2 separate regions of the Mus musculus genome follow, and region 1 is linked to region 2. Evidence: chromatin contacts called from public promoter capture Hi-C data. All regions are on one chromosome and are shown on one strand. The core of a region is the stretch at or near the end of the contact, and the rest is flanking DNA. Distances in the headings are between cores, read along the strand shown. Region 1 overlaps Lrrc40 (leucine rich repeat containing 40). Region 2 has its middle 42 kb from the start of Cth.

Region 1 (6,327 bases), core at 645-3,144, 180 kb after region 2:
ATTGTTAGTTACTCATTGAAGCTCACCGCCTCCCTGCACCTGCATCACCAGCTGTGATGGTCTTCTCTTTCTTTCTCTTTAGTAATGTGGTAGATTTAAAAAAAAAAAAGTTTGTTATGTGGTAGATTATATCAGTCACATAATTAAAATGTTTAAACTTGGTTAGGCTTATTAGAGATGGTCAGTCCTTACACTTGGACCTCCACCGTTTAGGGGTGGCACTTGCCAGACTTAGAAACTGTTTTCAGATATTGTTTTAACCATGATTATATTTAATGCTAATTCAGATAATAAATATTAAAAAAAAATGGATAGATCAAATTAAAAAGTTACTTTCTGTGTATGGATGTTTTGTCTGCATCAGTGAATCACTTAAATGTCTGATGCTTGTGGAGGACAGAGGCGTGTGGGAGCCTCTAAAACTGGAGTCACAGATGGCTGTGAGCTGCCACGTGGGTACTGGGAATCAAAAGTGGGTCCTCTAAAGAGTAGCCAGTACTCTTAACATCTTAGCTTTCTCTCCATTATGCTGTCTAAAATGCTGTGATATCAGTGTCTAACAAAACACTTCATGAATTTAGTTCACTGCCAAAATAAAATGCTATAGAAGCCACCTAGGTCTGATTTTTCTCTTTTGTGTCATGATTTGGTTAAATGTATAATCAGTGAATTTTTAAATTAAACTTCAGTATCCATCCATTGTCAGATTGAAGCCTTGGTCAGTCATGGTAAGGTGGTTTTTAAGATGTTTAGTCTTTGCACAGCCAGTTTCTGAAGTTTCTGTGAGGAAGTAAGGTCCTGTTCTTCCTCTTATCATGGGTTCAGTTTTGAGTAAGTGCTGATATTTAAAATTGTTTTTGTTTCAGGATTGTTGAGCTGAAGGAAATGGTGTTGGATATCAACCTCAGTTTTAACAAGCTTTCATTTATATCCCACGAGTTATGCTTGCTTCAGAAATTGACATTTTTAGATTTAAGGTACTTGATAATTCTGTCACTTGACATCTTAAATGTTATGATTCATCTTTTGAGTTTTTATGTTGTATTTTCTTGGTGAGTATGGAATTTGGTCTTTAGTGTATTAAGTATATTAGGGGAAATGTAAAATTAACTTATTTAGGCATTTTAACTGTCAATTGTAAGTAGCTTATAACTTAAGTGGTGAGATAAAATTATCTAAAGTATTTTTAATCAATATATATTCTTTAGATCCTAAGTAAATTGGCAGTTCGTGCATGGAAACTGTTTCCTTCCTCTTGTTTGTCGCTGAAGTAGATAGTGACTAAGCAGCATGTCCACCCCTCTGAGCAGCCCTGCGGTTGCACCAGGCCCAACCAGGACAGTAGATAGGTCAAGCAGAAGAGCCCTGCCTGGAGCAGAGAGAGAGAACCTACCTTATGCTGTTTGGAAATCATAGCAAGCTAGATTTAAACAAATTCAGTGGGAAGCTAGCAGCTCATAGGGTGATACTGTGCATCCCAGGGTCACAGCATTAACATTGTACTTGTAAACTCTGTTTTTAGGGCCTGCATTTTTGCTAATGCTTCCTGTGGTTAGCTAGAGTACTTTTAGTTGGCATAAAGTACAGTTGAGGCAGGAGGGTGTGCCCTAGTTATGGAGCTTTCACTTCTCTGGGGTAGCAGAGCATAAAGCTGATGGAACAAAAGGAAGGGAGCTCCCCACGGCTGCTGTTTCCTTCTTTTTGCCCCAAGCTCTGTGTATATGTCTCTCTGTGTAACTGTCCCTTAAATCTCTGATAGAAGAATTAAATCTGCTTCCATGTCTCACAGCAGAAAGACTGAAGAAAAAGAATAGGACAGGTGTGAGCTCTGCAGCATAGCGTGAACAGCCGTTGTGCAACATAGCATACACAGCCAGTCGTCATTGTGCAACATAGCGTGTACAGTCAGTCATTGTGCAACACAGTGTATACAGTCAGTCATTGTGCAACACAGTGTATACAGTCAGTCATTGTGCAACATAGCATGTACAGTCAGTCATTGTGCAACACAGTGTGTACAGTCAGTCATTGTGTAACATAGAGTGCACAGACAGTCACTGTGCAATAGAGTGTGTACAGTCAATCATTGTGCATAGAAACAAAAGGCTGCAGGAGACTTGTGTCATTAACTACTACCAACCCCACTTCCTAGGGTCATCCTAAGGAGATCAGATTAATAAGAATTGACAAACATATTTGTGTGTTTTTTATTCTTCCTGGGATTTAAACAGTAAAGGTTTTCAAACTTTAAAAATTGTGTTTTGATTTTCAACCTAGGAATAATTTTTTAAGTTCTTTGCCTGAAGAGATGTCATCACTGACAAAACTGCAAACGATCAATCTTTCCTTTAACAGGTGAGGAAACATCTGGGAGCCAGATAGATCAGAAGCCTTTATTTTTATCATATTTTACTAGCAGATTTTATTTTCATTTAGATTCTACTTGAATGTAATATTGCTTAGAAATCTCATGATTGGTGCTTAGCTGATTTGTTTGTTTTACCACTGCAAGAAACCCATAGTCTAGAAGAAAGATAAACATCTGACTAATTGTGATTGTTGTAGTGGAAAGTGGTGCCTTGAGGTAAACAGATGTTAGCCAGGCACACCTGTCTTTGGCATCTGATAGGTTGGTTTGGACAATGAAGCCTGTGTCTGTGATGGTCAGGAATCTTGAAAGAATGCAAAATGCCCTTGTTCTGGAAGCCTAAACAAAATTAGATCAAGAAAGAGTAACTTCCTGAGGGTGGCCTGTAGACACCTCAAGATATGTTGCCCATCAGTGAGGAGCTTTGCCTCAGCTTTTGCTCATTTTGATTCTTATAATCAATAGTATCTTCTATGTCTGCTGAGTATGTGTTCCAAAATCAGTCTTTAATGGAGGAGCTAGAGAAAGTACCCAAGGAGCTGAAGGGGTCTGCAACCCTATAGGTGGAACAACAATATGAACTGACCAATACCCCCCAGAGCTGTGTCTCTAGCTGCATATCTAGCAGAAGATGGCCTAGTCGGTCATCACTGGGAGAAGAGGCCCTTGGTCTAGCAAAGATCATATACCCCAGTACAGAGGAATGCCAGGGCCAGGAAGCGGGAGTGGGTGGGTTGGGGAGCAGGGCGGGGGTAGGGTATAGGGGACTTTCAGGATAGCATTTGAAATGTAAATGAAGAAAATATCTAATAAAAAATTGTTTTCGAAAAAAAAGGGAAATTTTGATTATAGAACTTAAAGCACACTTAAACAGAGTCATCCATTTTTAAGGGTGATGTAACTCTTGCCCATTACATGAAGTTGTTGTGTTCACATTGTAACAGGTTCAAAGTGTTTCCTGAAGTTCTGTATCGAATCTCCACACTGGAAGCGGTTCTGATCAGTAACAATCAGGTTGGCTCTGTGGACCCTCAGAAGATGAAGCTGATGGAAAATCTGAATACTTTAGACCTTCAAAACAATGACCTTTTGCAGATTCCCCCAGAGCTTGGGAACTGTGTGCAGCTACGGTAACTTCCTTACTGGGGGTTCCCAATTGATTTGTTGATTGCTTTTTTCTTATAGGAAATTGAAATAACAGACTTAATACCTTCTAACAATAATAGTTAAGCAAACACCTCATTTTTCTTTTTAAATTTCACCAGATGTTTTCTGGCATGTATATATCATGATGTATGCATAAACACCATTTCTCTTAGTATTATTCTCTGTATATGCTTATCCAGAATTGCACTGGGGAGAGGGATTTCTGAGGTCACACTACAGGGCACCAACTTTGGAAACCCAGTCCTTATGGTCTTTCTCCACTTGCTTCTCCCTCAGCCCTTACCCTGATCTCAGTAGTAACCATCTTAGTACCCCCTGGGAAGCCTTCCTCCTCTTCACACAGAATCCTTGCTACTGTTCTTTCTGACCCATCTGTTCTAGGTTTTTTTTTTTAGTTGTGTTAAAGCTTCAGTCATTCTAAGCACCTCATTAAGGGCTGGTTAAACAGTAGGTGGAGGGTGAGGGCTGCAGAGCTCAGCTGGAAGATGCTTGATTCTTGAAAGCAGCATGATATGTTTTGGCTGTTTGTCTTAGTGGGGTTATAGTTGTAAAATTTCATCCCTGGCTATTTGGATCCATTTTGAACAGTGAAATGATAAACAAAAGGTACAAATACTTGTTAACTATGCACTGAGTAGGCCATAGGCTGGACGCCTGATTGCAGTGTGATTCCAGATGCTCTATCAGACTTCACAGGAATGAAGTCTTGAAAGACATCAATTTTTTCCTATTCTCAGCATAACCTGCAAATCCAGTGATTTGGGATTACAGACAGATTTGGAGTGGGTAGATTAACAGATAACAGAGTACAGTGAGAGTCAACTGCAATTCTTTTTTTTTTCTAGAAGCTAAGAAAATTAAGTGTATAAGAGTTTCCAAGTGCCGGGTGTGGTGGCACACGCTTTTAGTCCCAGCACTAGGGAGGCAGAGGCAGGCGGTTTTCTTACTTTGAGGTCAGCCTGGTCTACAAAGTGAGTTCCAGGACAGCCAGGGCTACACAGAGAAACCCTGTCTTGAAAAACCAAAAAAAAAAAAAAAAAAAAAAAAAAAGAGTTCCCTAGTAACATGGAAATAGTTGAAGAATTATAGGTGAACCTTTATAATGTTGTGTGAGCCTTTTAATTTTTTTTACATAAAACTTTAGATTATTAAAGTCTTTTGATTGAAGATATTTTACTAATCCCATTAAAAACAAAATAACCAGCCCATAATTTGTAAATTGTAATTGTCTTATTTCCAAATATGGGAGGGCGGACATGTGTGAAAGGCCCTTCTGGTGCAGATACTTACAGCCAACCTTTAGACTGAGCATGGAAACGCCAATGGAAGAGTTTGGGGAAGGACTGAAGAAGCTAAAGGGCTTTGCAGCCCCATAGGAAGAACAACAGTATCAACTAACCAGACCCCCCAGAGCTCCCAGGAACTAAACCACCAATCAAAGAGTGTACATGGGCCGGTCTGCACTCCTCACTACATATGTAGCAGAAGGTTGCCTTATCTGGCATCAGTAAAGGGGGGTGGAGATGTACTTGGTCCTATGGAAGCTTGATGTCAAGAAGGGGGATGCTAGGTGGGTGAGTGGGTGGGTAGAGGAGCACCCTCTTAGAGGCGAAGGGCAGGGGCAGGGGGAGGGGGATCAGGAAGGGAGACAACATTTGAAATGTAAATAAATAATTAATGAAAAATAAAATAAAAAACCCACAAACAGAAAAAAGATAAAAAGAAAGGGACCTTGTAGGGTGTGGAGTGAGCTGTGACTTCAATGTTCTTGGCATGACCCACATCCGTTTGTTCACTCTCTTGCTTAAATCTATTGTATTACCTAGAGTGTGCTTGTAGCAAATCGAGAGGAGACTCAAATCACAGTGCCACCATTCAGCAGCTGTTTATTTTGAATGGGCTTTTGTCTCTCCAGATTTGTATTTCTCTTTAAATTAGAAATATTAATGATACCTATACCATAAGTCTTTTTAAACAAAACCTACAGAGTCAGAGACTATAAACACCTTAATGTGACTTTCATGTGATAGTTAGCCAGTGCTGTTGGACATTGTCATAATTCTAGCTGTTTGCATGCTTAGTTGGACTTTTAAAAGACACATAAGAAAATACACACTTTATTTATAAAATTGCAAACAATAGTTTTATTTCATGAAAAGAAAATCACTAATGGGAAATGTTTGATTTTCCTGTTTCTTCTGTTTAGGACACTACTGCTAGATGGAAATCCATTCCGAGTTCCTCGAGCGGCCATATTAATGAAAGGCACAGCTGCTGTGCTGGAGTATTTGAGAGATCGAATCCCTGCCTGAGTACCGCTGGTTTCTTACTCTGGGCATGGTCACTCGGGATAGGACAGAGCCAGCCTCCAGTGTCCAGGTGTCACTAGACAGTCACTGTTTGGGCTATGGTCGTTCCTACTAAATGTCTACAGTTTGTGAAGTGATGTGAACATTTATAATGTCAACTGCTACAGATTTTAAATGTTTTATAAATTCATTCCTTTATGACACTGCAAGAACTTTTCATATGATTTTTATAATGAAAAAGCAACCATCTTTGTAAATCTGGGTTCCCCCTGGTATCTTTTCATTTTCCATCTTATATGAACTGAGCAAGACTATATAAGGTGTAAAGTCAGCGAACTTTTACTAAATATTATTTTTTGGCATTTAAAAGAAAATCGGACTTTTCGTTGTCCAGGATAGGACTTGCTATGTGGTCAGTGTCAGTGCGTGTTTATGTTTAGGGTTTTGGTTTTGACTTTACATTTTTTTTTTTAATGTTTTCAG
Region 2 (6,755 bases), core at 3,337-5,836:
TTTAACAGAGGTTGTAGAGACGAAAACACCATGTGGTTAAGTGAGACTATGAAGGGCAGAAAAATTGGGCACTAGAGGGACTGGAAGGATGGTTCAATGGTTAGAAGCAACTGCTGCTTTTGCAAAGGATCTGGGTTCAACTCTCAGCACCCAGCTGTGGCTCACAGCCTTCTAGAGCTGCTGTCCCAGGGTATCAGACATCCTTGTCTGACGTCCACATCATCAAGCATAACCGTGGTGCACAGACATACATGCAGGAAAACAACTCACACACAAGAAAAAATAAATAGCTAATTTTAAAGTGATAAAAATATAAACAGCTGTGTTGGTTTATTTATTATTAACCTGAAATGGGCCCGGAACTGTGTTATCTAGGTTGTGTAGTTATACTTCTAGAGATGGTATGTTGAAATCTTAATCCCCAAACTTATGCATAATGGTATCCAGAGGTACTTGAATTTGGATGACTACATTACCAAATTTATAAAAAGAAAGGTTAGCATGTTTGCAAAGCTCTATCATGTACTATCTGCCATGTTCTGATGAAGGAAAAGGACTTTACCTGATATCAATCAGCTACATGCTCTTGAACATCCCAGCCTTCAAAACCGTGGCCTAAGGAAGCCTCTATGCTTCGTAAAGTACCCAAACTAAGATACTGAGTTAGAGGAACAGGAAACAGAATAAGACATATTCCAAACCATTTTGGGTGGTTTAATGGGTTGCAGTTACCAGCAATCACTTGTCCATTATGTTTTTATGTGCCGCCCAGCCTAAATGGTCATCTATTCAGGCCATCAGTGGAACTGACTGACTCCCTTCCTGTAACCACAGGTATTGGAAAATGTAGGAAGCAGGCGTGAGCTGGATAAATCAGGAGTGGAATTTCTAACCTCACAGATGCAAGCACCTTTCCATAAGGTGGGGAAAGTTGATTTGTAGAAGGTTGACCATAGCCTGGAGTGGACTTCGATGCTCTAGAGGTTTGTTTGGGTGCAAACTTGAGTAGTTATCCCTTTGTAAAATTGGGTAATAAGTTTTTAATTTCTGTAGAGTTGCTGTGGGATCTCCTGAGGCAGGGGACATACCATATCCACAGTAGAAAAGCACCAACAGCTACAGGTCTCACAGTCAGACCCTGTGGCGGGCATGTTGGGAGTGCAGCAGCTTCATGTTCCCCATGTTGCCTGTGAGGCTGAACAAAGGGAAGACTCATAGGAAGGGGTGCTACACAGCAGAAAAGTTAAAACCCACATACCTTTGATTTGTTAAACTCCAACTCTGCCTCCCAGTGGGTGACTCCTTAAATGTCAGGAGAAGAAAAAGTGAAGCTCAGCCAAGGCGGTCAACAGAGAAGATACAATTTTCCGGAATTCTGGAGAGGAGCCTAGGTCCAAATGCCAAAAAGGACCTAATAATGGGAAGCTTCAGCAGTGGGCTTCTGGGAAAGCAAAGCCAAGAGAAACTCCTCAGGGCAGGAATGAGTTTGGCTTGTGTAGTGAACTAAAAACATTCCATCTTGGCCAGTAAGCAGGGTGCGATGAGGAGAGAGAGATGAGATATGGCTGGAGGAATACTCACAATACAATTGCTAGGTCAATGTGAGACAGCAGAAAATTGTCATTGCATCCCTAAGGGCTATCAGAAACTGGAAGAGCTTTTGGTTGCTTGGTTTTTGTTTTTGTTTTTTGTTTGTTTGTCTTTGTTGTTTGAGACAGGGTCTCACTAATTAGCCCTGGATATCCTGGAATTCACTCAGTAAACCAGGCCTACTTTTAACTCACAGAGATCCACCTGCCTCTGCCTCCCAAGTCCTGGGATTAAAGGTGTGTGCCACCACAGCCCAGCCTCTGGAAGATTTTTTAACAGAGTATATCATCTGATTTATAAAGACCTGACTTCTTGTGTCATATAAAAATAAGGAGAAAAGGACTATGTTTGGTGGATGTGTAGTCAGGTATAGGGGAAGGGGTGCCTCCGCAGACCCATGCTGAAGCACCCCCTCCTCCGAGGGAATAATATAGAATAAAATAGTATAGAATAGAGTTTATTCAGGGCATGGGGAGGGGAGTTGAGAGGGTAGTAGAGACAGAGAAGGGGGGGGGGGTAGGTAGAGGCCAACCGTGAACATGTGGAGAGAGAGGGTAAAGGGGTATGGGGAGAGGGGGGAGTGGGACAGAGAACAGAGTGAGAGCAAGAAGGCAAGGATGGGTGAGCAGCCTCTTTTATAGTGAGTCAGGCACACCTGGCTATTGCCAGGTAACTGTGGGGCGGAGCCTAGACAAAATGCTAACATGACTGGCATGGTAGTCAGAGCAACAAAGAGATGAAAGTACACTAAGAACTGATGTTCCTGGTGAGTTGAGTTGGAGGGTGAATTGGGCAGTGCACACATATGTCCCACCTCACATGTGATGACCTGATTACACAATGGTGGTCATTGTCTACCTATGCCCTTTCTCATGTTTTGCAACTGAGTCACACCATGCTGAACTGTGCCCGTGTCCATCCCTCTTTATCTGTGAGTTCATAAACTCCACTGTACTGAAAGGTCAGGGACACCATGCTCATCACAGTGTACAAGGCTTCACTCACCGGCGGCCTTGAGTGGTGAAATAGAAATGTGTTTGTTTTTTATTTGAACAAGTTACACCTTACTGGATGTGGGTGCTCTGGTGATTTTTATTTTTTAGGAAAAAATATATGGAAATTTTTTGCAATGAATAACTTTTTGAATGTTAAATAATGAACTATAAACAACTGACCAGATGTCTAAGTAAAAAGAGATATTGTTAATGATTCCATGTGGGCTGTGTTGGATGAAAAAAGCTAAGGAAGACTTAAGAGATACTAAAAGAAGACAGTAACCAGTGTTCTTACTCAGTTTTATACATATAAAATTTATAAAAGCAACCCAAAAAGACTGTTGGCCTAGAAGCAAGCCCAGCTTTCCACCCTGTGCACCAGCTTCCAGACAACTCGACAGTTCCACAGACAAGATGCAGAACTAAGCTGCGGCCATGAGCGAGGACATTAGTGGTCCTGACTCTACTTCCCTGTGTCAAGTTCCTCTAAACAGCTTGTCTAGGAAGAAACTATGAAGAATAAAATTGTAAAATAAATAAATTCCTTATTTAGTTCCAGTCATTTACTATGTCTGTGAGCTTTGGTACCTGAAGGATAGGAAAGTTGTATATTACTGACACCTCAGAAGGCCCGTATGTGGTGCCTGGGTCCACCCCAGAGCTGACATGGCCTGGCAATGGGTTTCTGTCTCTGAAGTAGGACTGGTGGGAAAGTACACCACAGAACTCAGTCAGCAAAGTAAAAGATCTGTGGCCTAAAACTAAATATCCAGAGAGCGGGAAGTATGCCCTGTTCCTGGTGATCTAGTTCAAAGATCTTGACAGCTTTCCTTATACGGAGTGCAGAGAAAGAAAAGGCTTAATAGAGTCCAGTCACATGCATAATTAAATGCTGCCTCTAAAGAGGCAGCAACTGCCTGGAGAGAAAAGTGGTCAAGGGCTAGGTTTCCTCACAGAGCAGGAAAACTTCTGGTTTGAACTTTCTAGCCAAAGCATACACATGGATGTGTGTTTTTGAAACCTGGCTAGCAAGCTTTCGTCACCGTTCACTCTCTGTTACACCAATCACTCGAAGTGAAGGCTTGTCCTCCACTTTAAGTAGGGCATCAAATGATGGCACTAAAGCCAGGTGTGGCTGTACATGCCTGTGATCCCAGCAGGAGAGAAGTGAGGCAGGAGGATTGCTGAAGGTTCCCTGTCAGTCTGGGTTACATAGAAATACCCTGTCCCCTTGGTTCTGTGAAGGTTCTATGCTCCAGTATAGGGGAATGCCAGGGCCAGGAAGCAGGAGTGGGTGGGTTGGTGAGCAGGGGTAAGAGGAGGAGATAGGGGGTTTCCAGAGGAGAAACCAAGAAAGGGAATGGACCTTTTGCTCAAGTGTTCCAGTGTTCAACAAGACACGACTGCTCCTGAGAGGACAGAGCGGTCTCCTGAGCTGTCTATTCCGCGTGACTCGCTTACACTTCAGCAGACCTGGAGGAATCAATGTTTTCCACTTCTTTGCTTAGCCTGTTCTTCCCATTTCAAACAAGGACCTTCTCACTGGCTAAGGCTAACCTCACTCGTCAAGTTGGTCAATCACCATGGAAACCTCTGGGTGTCTCTAAGAGAATATTTCCAGAAATGTTTAACAAAAATGGGAAGAACCACCCTGGATGTGGGCCCTGGAGTCCTGGGCTGGATACAAAGGAGAAAGTTATCTTTCTCTGCTTCCTGACTGTGGGTTTATGCAACATGACCAGCTTTCTCGTGCTCCTGCCTCCACACCTTCTCCACAGTGACAGACTGTTTTCTGATTATGACTGAAATAAACTCCTTCCTTAACTTGCTTTTGTAGGGAACTCTGACACAGCAGTAAGAGAGTAGATGACACACCTGTCCTCTTCATCATCCTGGCTGAAAAACTTTGAATAAATTTATCAACCAAAGTCTGCATCGTCTCCCCACCCAGGGCACGTTCTCTCTGCTCCTGACTCATCTGTGCTGGAAGTCGCGTGAGTCACTAAAGTGGACTCAACTTTGTGAGTAACAGTAAGTTCCACTCAGGAGCTTTCGCTTTTAGTCACAGAAGTTGCCAAGATCTTTATGTAAATTATTGAATTTTGGTTTCCACAATCTTACAAGAAAAATATCATAACTCTCCACTCAACAGATGCCAACTTGGAGATGCATTGCCAAAAGGCTTGCAGCTCACACGGGGCATGGCTGATTTGTGCTAAGTCTGTTTCCTGGCAAAACCCTTGAGCTACAACACATTGATAAACATTTTGTAATAAATGTTAAAAACAACTGGTAGCATTTGTCTGTGTAATTCAAATAACTGTGTAGTTTGGAAAAGCATTAATTCCAAGTACTCCTGCAACACTGAGCAGGGGAGAAGTGCCTGCCATGCTAACTATATTTTTTGTTGGTTTTTAGAGAATTTCATATAGTGTGTTTTAATCATATTCACTCATTTCCCCCCAACTCCTCCTACATCTACCCCCACCTCCCTATCTCTTAAAATATAACTTTTTTTTTTTTTTAATGAAGGCCTGAGAGATGGATCGAAGGTTAAGATCACTGGCTGCTCTTCCAGAGGTTCTGAGTTCAATTCCCAACAGCAGCAAGGTAGCTCACAACCATTTATACTGGGATCTGATGTCCTCTTCTGGTTTGCAGCCATACATGCAAACAGAACTGTATACATAATAAATAAATCCCAAATACTATTGGGTGTAGGACCTGCCTTGAAGTGTGATCAGCCAGCCAGGAACCAGTCTTTTTTTTTTTTTTTTTTTTTTTTTTTTAAATGGTTTTTCGAGACAGACTTTCTCTGTATAGCTCTGGCTGTCCTGGAACTCACTTTGAAGACCAGGCTGGCCTCAAACTCAGAAATCTGCCTGCCTCTGCCTCCCGAGTGCTGGGATTACAGGTGTGTGCCACCATGCCCGGCCAGGAACTACAGTCTTAAGAAAACTGATTTTTTCCTCTTCCTGTAGCTTTCAAATGCCAATAGCTCTTCCGTTAAGGGTGGGACCTTGTACCTACCTTTCACCCCCTATGCTAGCATTTTTGTCTGGCTTGGTCTTGCAAACGTCTTGTACACGCTATCAAAATTATGGAGTTCATATTGCAACTTCTCAGTTGTGTCTGGAAAACATTACTTTCTTGTAGTCACCTACCACCTCCAGATTTTATAGTCTTCCTGCCCCTCTTCCACAAAGTTCCCTGAGCCTTTAGGAGGAAAGGTATGATACAGGTATTCCATCTAAAGCCAAGTGTTCTGCAGCTTCTTCTCTGTACCTTAGCCAGCTGTGAATCTTTGTGTTAAAAACCATCTATAGCAAGATGACGCTTCCCTGATGAGGGTTGAGAGATGGGTTAATTTATGGGTATAGCAATGAGTCATGGGGAATCATCTTAATACTGTGTCCACTTTGCAGAAAAAATAACATTAAGTTCATCCTAAGGGCCCATGACCTGTCTAACCACAGGTTCTTGGCTCTGGTATAAGTGTTGAGAATGGGTTCTATCTCGTGAAGTGAGAATCCCAAGAACTCATGTAAAACTCCAGCAGGGCAGCACATGTTCATAACCTCAGACTTGGAGACACAGGCAGATCCTTAAAGTTCATTGGCCAGCCACCTTAGACAACCTGATACTCGTCTCAATTCAGTGAGAGACTCTGCTCAGAAAACAAAAAGGGGAAGAGTCATGGAGGAAAGAAATTGGGCTTCCACATGTATGCACACACACATATACACTGAAAGAGAGACACTTCCTGCACACCGAACAAACACAGGCACATGAAGAAGAAGAAGAAGAAGAAGAAGAAGAAGAAGAAGAAGAAGAAGAAGAAGAAGGAGGAGGAGGAGGAGGAGGAGGAGGAGGAGGAGGAGGAGGAGGAGGAGGAGGGGGGGGGAGGGGGAGGAGGAGGAGGGGGAGGAGGAGGAGGAGGAGGAGGAGGGGGAGGGGAGGGGAGGGGGAGGGGGAGGGGAGGGGGAGGGAGAGAGAAAGAGTAAAGGGTCTTATAATACACTTCCAGGGCATGCCTCCAATAAACTAAGTGTCTCGCACAAACCAGCTGCTTGGACGTATCACCACCTCCAGATAACCCCTTCCTGGGACACAGTCTTTACACCAGCCTTTGGGGAGCAGTCCAGACCCAGTGACAGCACATGGACCATA

Evidence for each region. Capture Hi-C pulls out chosen DNA fragments and counts their contacts.
Region 1: a promoter capture Hi-C map of adipose tissue shows a contact between it and region 2. The contact joins two enhancer-like sites. A contact is called at or near these places in 1 of 39 promoter capture datasets (embryonic stem cells), 4 of 15 datasets of contacts at CTCF or cohesin (the G1E-ER4 cell line, embryonic stem cells and pro-B cells), 126 of 484 Hi-C or Micro-C datasets (the AML12 cell line, the AtT-20 cell line, B cells and 68 more), 10 of 115 datasets of contacts at active chromatin or transcription factors (astrocytes, bone marrow-derived dendritic cells, embryonic stem cells and 4 more) and 4 of 9 other capture datasets (adipose tissue, embryonic stem cells, liver and 1 more).

Annotation. Positions count from the first base shown.
Region 1 is chr3:158,060,372-158,066,698 of GRCm38.p6, forward strand. It overlaps Lrrc40 (leucine rich repeat containing 40), which reads left to right. Exons shown (of 15, transcript NM_024194.6): 12 at 867-977; 13 at 2,278-2,355; 14 at 3,313-3,498; 15 at 5,742-6,327. The coding sequence ends at 5,847. Among named protein-coding and RNA genes, the nearest start is that of Lrrc40, 27 kb to the left of the region's middle. Within about 2 kb of position 1,895, at least 56 of the 459 cell types and tissues checked have an H3K27ac peak or open chromatin away from gene starts, as enhancers often do. A contact at or near this core is called in adipose tissue and pancreatic cancer cells, where this site is marked.
Region 2 is chr3:157,879,680-157,886,434 of GRCm38.p6, forward strand. No RefSeq gene overlaps it. Among named protein-coding and RNA genes, the nearest start is that of Cth, 42 kb to the right of the region's middle. Within about 2 kb of position 4,587, at least 39 of the 459 cell types and tissues checked have an H3K27ac peak or open chromatin away from gene starts, as enhancers often do. A contact at or near this core is called in adipose tissue and pancreatic cancer cells, where this site is marked.